Linked DNA regions of Zea mays: regions 2 and 3 are each linked to region 1. The links are chromatin contacts, called in public Hi-C maps. All regions are on one chromosome and are shown on one strand. Each heading gives the region's core, a stretch centred on a gene start, on an enhancer-like site or on the middle of the called end of the contact. The rest is flanking DNA. Distances are from core to core; before and after follow the strand shown. Region 1 holds the start of LOC100274629. Region 2 holds the start of LOC100381485 (ARP protein (REF)). Region 3 holds the start of LOC100273605.

The links. Hi-C and Micro-C count contacts between places; a contact is called where the count stands out from the background.
Region 2: a Hi-C map of leaf shows a contact between it and region 1, with 5 times the contacts expected there. The contact joins the promoter of LOC100381485 here to the promoter of LOC100274629 in region 1. A contact is called at or near these places in 4 of 25 Hi-C or Micro-C datasets (ear, leaf and tassel).
Region 3: a Hi-C map of endosperm shows a contact between it and region 1, with 2.0 times the contacts expected there. The contact joins the promoter of LOC100273605 here to the promoter of LOC100274629 in region 1. A contact is called at or near these places in 13 of 25 Hi-C or Micro-C datasets (bundle sheath, ear, endosperm and 5 more) and 1 of 3 datasets of contacts at active chromatin or transcription factors (leaf).

What each region holds. Positions count from the first base shown.
Region 1 is chr7:131,547,910-131,551,271 of Zm-B73-REFERENCE-NAM-5.0, reverse strand. It overlaps LOC100274629, which reads left to right and starts at 1,844. Exons shown (of 1, transcript NM_001148967.1): 1 at 1,844-2,831. The coding sequence starts at 2,269. The coding sequence ends at 2,709.
Region 2 is chr7:131,725,542-131,728,903 of Zm-B73-REFERENCE-NAM-5.0, reverse strand. It overlaps LOC100381485 (ARP protein (REF)), which reads right to left and starts at 1,754. Exons shown (of 18, transcript NM_001326462.1): 1 at 1,462-1,754; 2 at 188-361; 3 at 1-111. The coding sequence starts at 1,516.
Region 3 is chr7:131,680,173-131,683,534 of Zm-B73-REFERENCE-NAM-5.0, reverse strand. LOC100273605 reads left to right here and starts at 1,800. Exons shown (of 9, transcript NM_001148021.1): 1 at 1,800-2,238; 2 at 2,756-2,927; 3 at 3,215-3,362. The coding sequence starts at 2,038.

The DNA of each region.
Region 1 (3,362 bases), core at 595-3,094:
AAAATAGAAGCACTTGGTGAACTTGAAGGTGGAATAGCATCAGGAAATTATCCGACAAGTGGAGTTTAACATGGCATCTCTTCTACACACCACGCCGCCCCCAATGTAAGTAAAACCGATGACATGCAATCTCTTAGGAAATTTGTGGATGAACAACGAGATCAATTAAAACAATACATAGGGCATGGAAGAAACATATGAAAAGATGACACACGCATTTGAAAAATCTATTGTTTCTAATTTTTCATCACATGAGATTGATGCTAGGACCACCACACATCAATCATCAGCTACAAATGGGCATTCACAAACTCAGCCATCTTATGGTATGATGATGAACTCATACACTAGGAAACCACAACCTCCACCACCAATTTAGGATAAACCCACATCTCTACGCGTGGCTGGACCGTCCGAGCCTAACCTTGGACCATCCGACTCATCGCCTAACCTTGGACCGTCCGTCCGAGCCTAACCCACTGGAGAGTTCGACAATGTGTACACTGAACAAGATGCAGACTATTACTTGCAATCCTTTCAACTGCCACAACAGCAAAACTTCTCCCTACCACCTACATATGTGAGTGGACAGTACTTTTCTACCCCTAAAAGGCCGGATCCCGAGTCGACGGACTTCTCGCCTTTAAGCTCGTCGTCGATGAGGATCTTCTCCTTCTCGTCGCCACCTTTCCATTCCCTTTGGACTGTTGGACGCAAAATGAAGAGACCAGCTCTGATACCAATTGAGAACATCTAGAGGAGGGTGAATAGGTGATCTTATAAAAACACAACTCCAAACACAAATTTGGTCTAAAATTAGAAGTTCTCTGCTTTGTGATGAAAATATGTACTATAGTCATTGAGTTGAGTGGCATGTGACCGGCTCGGTGTCCTAATCAATTAATGAGTAGGGATTGTAAGTTAAAAGATTAAGCAATTCAGAATTAAATTCTAAATATAAGATAGTAAGCATGAGGTGAGGGGGAGGGAAATATTGTTAGGGCTTGTTCGGTTATTCCCAATACACATGGATTGGATGGGATTGGAAAAAATTGTGAAGAAGTTTGACTTGTTTGGGATTCAAACCCATCCAATCCCGCTCAATCCACATGGATTGAGAGCTAACCGAACAAGCCCTTAGCTGGATCTATCTGATCAGGATTGCGACAACCATGTTGGTTGCAGCCTCCCTTCACGACGTGTAAAATAAATAGGGAATAGAGGCACGAAGCAACGTTTGCCGTGTCTCCTCTCCCGCACCAACCTAACATAACCCAATCTATCTCTACGCAGCTAGTAAGGAGAAGGCCGTTGTGGCCGCCAACTTGTCTTCGACACCGATCTCACCAAGTCTTACCTTACCTATGGTGATCTCCTTCCAACTCTACAAATATGTACTTAAGTTTCATTCATTCTGTTCATTTTAGTGATTAAAATTGTGGGGCTGAGATCCTATAGAGTTAACACTTCTCCAAAGAAGCATTTCTACGGAGAGGCAAGAGCTCATGCATCCCTAGCTCATCATCATCCAGTTCCCTGCCTGAACATCCAACTATCCAAGGCGCCCCAACAACAGATAAAAAAAAACTCGCAGCGCCATGCCTAGCCAGCACCCTACACGGCAGATCTAGATGCTACCCCTCTCGTGCCTTCACGCGCGTCCATCCAAACTGCTACATCCGGCGAGGCCCGTCCGTCCATGATCATGCATTCGCGGCTTCGCCCGCGGTTGCCCATCCGGCCATCCCCGCCCACGCTTGCTCGCTTCCCTCGTACTCTACCGGTCGGCCTCCCAGGCTCTCCCACTATATATCGTGCCCCGTCCCCGGACCAAACGAGAGATAAGCTTGCTCCACGCTCCATCACTCTCCTCACTAGTCACAAGTACACCCACTGGCCAGTGGCTACACGAGCTGAGCTATCTCCGCTAGCAGCTCGCTCACAAGTCACACCCACGCCCAGAGTGTTCTAGCTACACCCTAGCTCCGGTCTTCTTCTTTTTCTTTTTTGAAAGGCGCCACCTTGGCGCGGCCTTCCTCCTAGATCGAGTCCAGGCGCGCGGTGCGAGAGGGTTCCAGCACCCGCAGGCTGCTTCCCACAACCCCATTCCACCCTTGGAGGTGGCCACTGGGCCGGCCGGCCGCACCTAACTCCGGTCTTGATCTCATAGCTTGATAAGTAACAACGACGGGCGTAAGAGCTCAGAGAGGTGGGAGCTAGGGAGAGGAACAAAAGAAACCAGCGCGCTTGTGCGTCGTGTGGCGATGCATGGCATGTGTTGACATGTACAACCCAGAGCACCATCATCAGCACCAGCCAGCGCCGCCGTCCTTCATGGCGCCGCGGATGTCCTTCTCCAGCGACTTCGCGGTGGAGCCGCCGCCCCCGGCCGCGGCGCGCGGGGGCGGGGACGCCGACTTCGAATTCTCCGTCGGCAGCCACCCGATGATGGCCGCCGACCAGCTCTTCTCCAAGGGCCGCCTCCTGCCGCTCCGGGAGGCGCCGCAGCAGGCCGCCGGCGGGAGGCCCGTGACTCTGCGCGACGAGCTGCGCGCCGACGAGCGCCACGGCCGCGCCCCCCGCGCGACCAACATCCGGTGGAAGGAGCTGCTCGGGCTCAAGAAGGCGCCCAAGAAGCAGCAGGCCGCCGCCGCCGCCGCCGAAGCTGCCGCCGGCGCGTCCACCGACGCCCACATGGTAGGTCACTAACGCTAGCTAGAAGCTCGGGTGTATATACATCTTCGTGTTCACTTATTTCCTCGCATCACTCAGTCCATCCAAGTGCCCATCTGGGTATATAACTATATATATAGTGCATTGTTCCGCACTTCCGCTACCGGCCCTTGGCGTTTTTATCAATCGTGTGGTTGAAAGTTGAAACTACCTGCAACTGCAACTCTGGGCATATAGAGCCATAGAGTATGTACTCGCAATATTGCTGCATCCAATATCCAAGATTTCTCCGTGCTAACTGGGGAGCTGAGCTTCTTCAGTAAAGAGCTAGCGCCAGATTGCACATATTTCTCACACAAGTATTTGAATTCAATGTCCTTTCTCCTCACAATCAATGGAACGGCATGCAGTTGAGAGTTGACAACAATGTATATATATGCCACATTCTCGCAGGATCTTGGAGGCCAGGGAAGCACGAGAGGCTGAAGCATCAAGATCAGCTTGTGACTAGCTAGCTAGCAGTGAGCGGCGAAGCAAGTACTGCATGGTCATTGGGTGGTACAAAGCGCGCGTGCCTTTTCAGCCGGCTGCTCATCATCTGATATTGGGGGGGGGGGGGGGGGGGGGGGGGGGTTGATTTGGCATCTCATCGAGCTACCTAGCTAGCTGATCCATATCTCGATCATGTC
Region 2 (3,362 bases), core at 505-3,004, 180 kb before region 1:
CAGATGTATCATCATAAACTAGTGTTTTATTAGCAATTCCAGCACAGTTGATGCAGATATCTAGTCCATTGTATGTCTGTACATGCTTCTCAAAACAAGCAGCAAGATTATCTGCATATTAAAGTGTATATTTAAGGTCATGGTAGGGAAACCTTTCAGTTAACATCTAAAAGTTAAAAACTCTTACCTGCATTACTAACATCACACTTAACAAATATTGAAGATGGAATTCTAAGATCTCCGTGAAATTTGCTATTTTCTTTTTGAACTAATGTAGCAACTTCTCTTCCATTTTCCTCTGAGAAATCAACGACAGTCACAAATAAACCCCTCCTTGCAAAAGCAATACAAAGTGCTTTCCCTGAAAAGAGAGCTCTTAAGTTAATACATTAAAAGGTACCTACCCGGACTGGTGACTGAAGGGAGAGACTAAACCCATAAGACGGAGCAGAATCTACCGTGAAAAATTTCCTCACATTAAACTAAAGGTCTAAGATCTAGATATCAATCAATAATCAGTGTAATACCAAACCTATTCGCTATCATCAACTGGGTATAAGCAATCTGGTTCTATGGTCAGCTAGAACATACAGAGGCTACTTTAATCCAGTGTTACTGGTACACGTCAACTTTCAGTTTCGTTTAAACCATCCTATACGTGCAGTTGCAACCTTGCGGTATCAGATCTGCCAAACAAAGAACCTTGCTATCAATTACATGCTAGTTTTCAGAAAGTTTTGAGTCTTTGGTTTTGCTGTGGGCACATATTGTTGCATGGCTGCACGTTATATGATGTGTAGTACCCAAAACAGAACTCTATTCGGCTACTTTATTTCCAGCAAACCTGCAGTTTAAAGAACACAAATCTCAAAAAAAGATTCTCTCACTAGATTTATACTATTATAATTGTGACCAATTCCAATAGTTGGCAGCTTTTGATACAGTATAATTGATACTCCGTGCAATCCGAACTAGATGTCGTTAGAATTCCAATCAGTAAAACTTCCATAGCTTTGAAATATATTTTCATAGGATAGAGCTATAATTGCATCATTTCCCAGACAGACGTATCACTAATTCACTATATTAGGTAAAGGTAACTTATTATTATTGTAACATAAGCCGTGCAGCACTGCAGCTACGTGCCCTGCACAACAATACAACTACACTGACGACCGTGATCTGAATCCAAAGGTTTCCAAAAAAAAACGTCCGCCTCCTCCATTCGACTGCTACACCGCATAATTAGCGCATCACCTCCCCAGTCACCGCATTCAGCTCAGATCGACAGAGGCGAGAAAAGCAATTCAGTCCGCGAATAAACGCGCGCTAGCCTCTCCTAGTTCGTACGAATGGATCCCTTTGTACAGGTTGAAGTAAAGCGGCACGGGGCATCGGGACTCGGGACTGAACATCGTTTCGCGAGTCGCTGGGAGCCTGGGGAAGAGGGGCGCCTCTTACCGATGCCAGAGGCGCCGCCGGTGACGAGCGCCGACATGCCGGGCTTGAGCTCCATCTCGCCGGCGCAGGGGTGGGTGGAGCGGCCGAGGAGCTGCTGAGGAATCGCAGCGGCGAAGGCGCGAAGTGCGAGATGCGAAGCGAGACGAGGCTCCGGCCGGCACGCGGAACTGCCGAGGCCGAAGTGGGGAAGGAGACGAGGCCACGGAGCTTTCGGCGCCGGTCTCCTACTCTCCTGTAATCTAAAATATCGCGCCGTATCTTCCTTTGCTGTCCCAGTTCCGTTTCATTTCGCGTGGCCCTCTGGAGTCTGGAAAGCCCAGGCATGTGACGGGGTGGGGGTGGGTACCGTCAGGTCCGTCACCGAGCACATGAAAACCGTGCTCCAACGGCTTCACTAATCACTACCTGGGGCAATAGTTTGCAGTTGGGCAGATGGTTCGTGCTCATCGGCTTATGCGTGGTTTCTTATCACGACCCTGAACGATAGATTCCACGATTTACAACACGGGAACAGCGAAAGGACAAGAGCAGGATGCAAAGACTTATGGAAGTCCAAGAGAAGGATAGGGAGTACATGGACATGCAGCTCCGACTCCGAGAAGGGAACATTAGAGATGGAGCACGTACAACTGTTGATTAATATACGTGCATGTGTGAAAATTGAGTGTATAGCTCGGTTGGATTAGTTTTTTAAACAACAAATGTGTATGTCGACAGTGAACTATGAATTATGACAAATTTAGATATTTGTCCGCCTAATAATTTTCTCATTCAGGAGTGCTCGTGGGATTGCGCAAAAAAAACATGCATAGATAGACGAAGGAAAGGAAGATGCAGGTGGAGCACGTATGACTGTTGACCAATATGTGTATGCGTGTCAATTAAGTGTAGCTTAGTTGTGGTTTATGTTACAATATTTATGATCAATCCTCTCCAAGAGATGCGATAGTTTCTCCCCAAGGAACACACTCATTGGGAATGCCCTGATTCGCTTGTATATAAACAAGATCTTCTCTGCAATAAAGAACGCATCTGTCATTCTCTCAAACTCGTTACCACTGATTGCAACACGTTATCAGCACTTGCTCGCGAAAATAGAGGGAGAAGGAGAAGAACAATCGTTGTTTTTTACAAGAACGGAGGCAGCAACCTCCAAATCGACACGAGAGGTATGGAATAAACCGTTTCCCTTCGCATCCGTCGTATGCGTGAAGTTCTCCATGTTATCGATGGGCAAGATGTTGCGATTCCCCGGTGGACGCGAACCCTGAACGACGTGTCCAAGTGCAAAATGTGCACTTTTGTGCTGTTCACGGGTGGACAACGGTCATACTGGTGCCGGTGGTTGAATGTGGTCTCCTGTAGCATCCCAAAAATTCAAATCTTGGAATTTTCTCAAACTCGCCCTAAATTCAAAATGAATTTCAAATTTCGTTTCAAAATGTTTGTTTGCAAGTTGATATCAACAAATAAATTATAGTGGTCTATATTTTCTCCAAAATCCTCCTCAAAATATCCTACAAATATTTCCTCAGTGACCCTCCTCAAATTCTTTCCAGAAATACTGCCCAGATATTTCCCCAGTAATCCACCTCAAGTTCTTTCCAGAAATATTGTCCAAATATTCCACCGATATATCTCCAAGTATTTTCCTCTTGAGAAATACCTTCAGAATCATTTTTCAAGTCCCTATAAATATTTTCTTCATAACTTTCTTCATGCTCATACGTATACGTAAGCCTCCAGTGTCATACGGTGAGCTCTACAAGCTAATCTCACTTGTACAAGACAAATACATGTTAATCTCTCACTAATCCTCTCATCCTCCCACTAATCCTCTCATCCCTCCCCCTAATCCCCCACCATGGCTATAAATAGAGGGGCAAGGGCCTCCTCTCATC
Region 3 (3,362 bases), core at 551-3,050, 130 kb before region 1:
GAAGGGTCCTAGATCTCGAGGCCCTCGAGTCTCGACCATCAGTAAAAAATCATAGGACGGAGGGCTCAAAGATCTAGGGGCCCACAGGGTGGCCCTAGGTGATCGAGAGAACTCTAAGTTTGAGAGCGCCCCATAGACTAGAGTGTCTAGAGCCCTGGTGCCCCTAGGTTTCGGTCGTCCCCATGGACAGTGATAGCTAGGACAACCTTAGAGGATAGGGGATTTTTAGATCTAGTTCCCTGGCACACGATGAGTCTCTACCTTAGCTAGGGTTAATGAGTGCAACAATAGCTAGAGCTCTAGTAATTTCTTTTATCAAGATCTTTGGAATGTGTCTCAGCGTTCAGAGGTATAACGACCTTTTCTCGGATGTTGGTGATACTATTGTCATATTTTTTTAGTAACATACTCAAACTTATACAAAGCCGGGCAAAAAGTTATTTATCCACATGCAAACCTGTGTATGCTCAATTGCTCACCGTGACTTCATGAGGACCTATGTACGCTCATCATGCGGACCAAACAAGAAGGGTATTTAATTTACTTGATCACCTTAGTGCAAACAAGGAAGGCGGAGAAGAAAATATTTACTACTGTGTGAGTGATGTTGAGACTTTAGGAGTTTCTTAAGGCTGTGTTGAAAGTATTAGCCAGCGAAAATTTAGTTAGCAATGAGGTGTTAGTTAATATACTAGCTAATACAAACAAAAAGATATGAGTACCTTTTGATTTGGCGCCATTAGTGGAAAAATCATGGGTAGAGAAGATAATAAGATAATGAACTATGGATTCTAACTATCTAGCCCATTAGCCGTGCTGTTTAGTTATTTATTAGTTGTTTCATCTTATCTAAAAATCAAGACCTACGGTTATTTTAGAATACTACCTTATAGAAAGTAGAGCATTTGATGATTGGATTCCACATAACTTGTGGTCCTATTGCAGTTTGATGTACGGCAAAAGTAACCCATGTACTTCAACGTAATGAACCTCCGCAGGCTTTGCCTAATCAGGCTTTTACTCTTGCTCATCATCAATCGGTCAACAACCTTACAATCCGGAAGCTCATCCACGATTGGTTTGGCAAAAAAAAAAATGCCTATCATGCAACATCGAGCGTTACGAAATTGGACTAGAAGTCGTGTCGTTAGCCAAATCATGGACGTCTTACTCAATTTTTTTTTAAAAAAAAGAAAACACGACCAACGTACACGGTACACGACGCGGGTCGCGGGCTGGCGGCAGATCCGGCGGCTGGCGCGCTGGACGGCAATGGGCATGGCCGCCGTTCATGGACTTTCTCAGCACGGAGACGGGGGGACCTATTGCATTTTTAACGCCTGAATGCACACCAGCATATACCCACCTGGGATCAAATGTTCGAATTGGTCGCGTTTGGAACGTGCTGCTCCGCATCGGGCGCAAGACCACCTGCTACGCCCGCGTACGCCTGACTGACCCCGTCAAACACGACCTGGCCGTACAGCCGCCCTCACATCGCAACCATGAACAAAGCCGGCCTTCTCGGGTTCTCAGACGCAGCCAACAACAGCCCCAGCCCAGCTCATCCGAGGAGCATCGGGTTCCATTGGAAATTTACCCGGCGCGAGTTGACGGTGTAGGGGGAGGGGGCGGACGCACCGAGCGCGCGAGAGAAAACGGAGTCTGAATTGTTCTGAAGGCTGAAGCGAGCACGCAAACGAGCCGTTCGAATCTGAACTGCATTGCGTGGCCGTGCCGATAAAATCGGAACCGATCGATCTCTCCTTTTTTTTTTGCCCTCCAACCAAAGTCCACAAAAACACCCTGACCTCGTCTCTCCTCCCGATCAAGCTGGTTTGGGTTGTGCTCACGCACGAACCGCCATAACAACCCGCGAACTTTTTTCTCGCTGCGTGATTCTATTCTTCAGGGTTTGCTTGCGTACGCCGCGGCGAGTCGCTAGCCGTCTCAAAAAGCAGAAGGAGTCCTCCTCCCTGGTCACATCTGACTGAGGAGGGCCGAGGGTTTTTAGAGGAAGGAACCCGTCCGCGACCGATGGCGATGGCGTTGTCGCCGGGGACGGTGCCTTTGGGAGTGCTGCTGCGGCGGGAGGTCACCAAGGAGCGGATGGAGCGGCCGGACGTGCTGTGCGGCGAGGCCAACCTCAGCCGCAAGGGCGAGGACTTCACGCTGCTCCGCGCCGACGCAGGCCAGCGCATCCCCGGCGACCCGTCCACCTCCTTCTCCGTCTTCGCGGTAAGTCGGTAACCCACATTGCCCTCTGTCCAGCAGATTCTAGGAAGTAGACATCGCGTTCGCCTACTGGAGTTGTGTCTGGGATCATGGACATGCGGGACTTTCATCCTTTTACGTGGCTGCCACCACGCGCTTGCTTTTCGCCTTTTCCGGTTGCCAGAGTTATCTCATCTCTCTCTCTCTCTCTCTCTCTCTCTCTCTCTCTCTCTCTCTCTCTCTCTCTCTCTCTCAATTTTCTGAAGAGAAGACAAATAGCTGTTGCGTTTCTTCGTTTGCGCATAGGCCAGTGCATGCATGGTGGGAGTGGAAGCATGACGACCGAGAAAACATCTTGTACCTTTGATCCTAAGCATCTTATCTTAACTATGTGGTGTTATGAAAAAAAGCACATCAGATTTCATATCATGCTGTGTTTTGGCGGTAGATTGAATTGAACATGGTACACCGTTGACGACTGATTCTTTTTTTCTTTCTGATAGCCATCTTACGGCTGCCATTGTGCTTTGTTGATTGCTAGATTTTTGATGGGCACAACGGATCAGGAGCTGCCATATACGCAAGGGAGAATCTGTTGAAAAACGTCTTGCGTGCCATTCCTACATGTTTCTGCAGGGAGGAGTGGCTTGCCGTGCTCCCACGTGCGCTTGTTGCAGCGTTCGTCAAGACTGATAAAGATTTTCAGGCAGTGGGTAAGTAAGTCCCTGTTATTGTCCAGCTTAGTATATTTGACAATACTGATGTCACGTTTCATAGAATCACGTAGTCCTTAAACAGGCATATATTGCTTAGGCACACACACATTTTCTTTCTTTCTTCTTAAATCCAATGCAGTGCACAAGTGTACTATTAATTTGATAGTTTCTCTTTTCCTGTGGGATTAGAACATATGAGAACTTCATTTATGGTCCAAAATTTCCTTTGTTAACTGCCTTTTCATGTTTCAAATATTTATGGGGCGTTTTCTTCACTTTTTCAGATGAAACTTCTGGCACAACTGTGACATTTGTGATAATAGACGAGTGGGTTGTGACTGTAGCATCTGTCGGTGATTCACGTTGCATACTAGAATCTGCCGATGGCTCAATCTACTTTTTATCAGCTGATCATCGCTTTGACTCCAACCC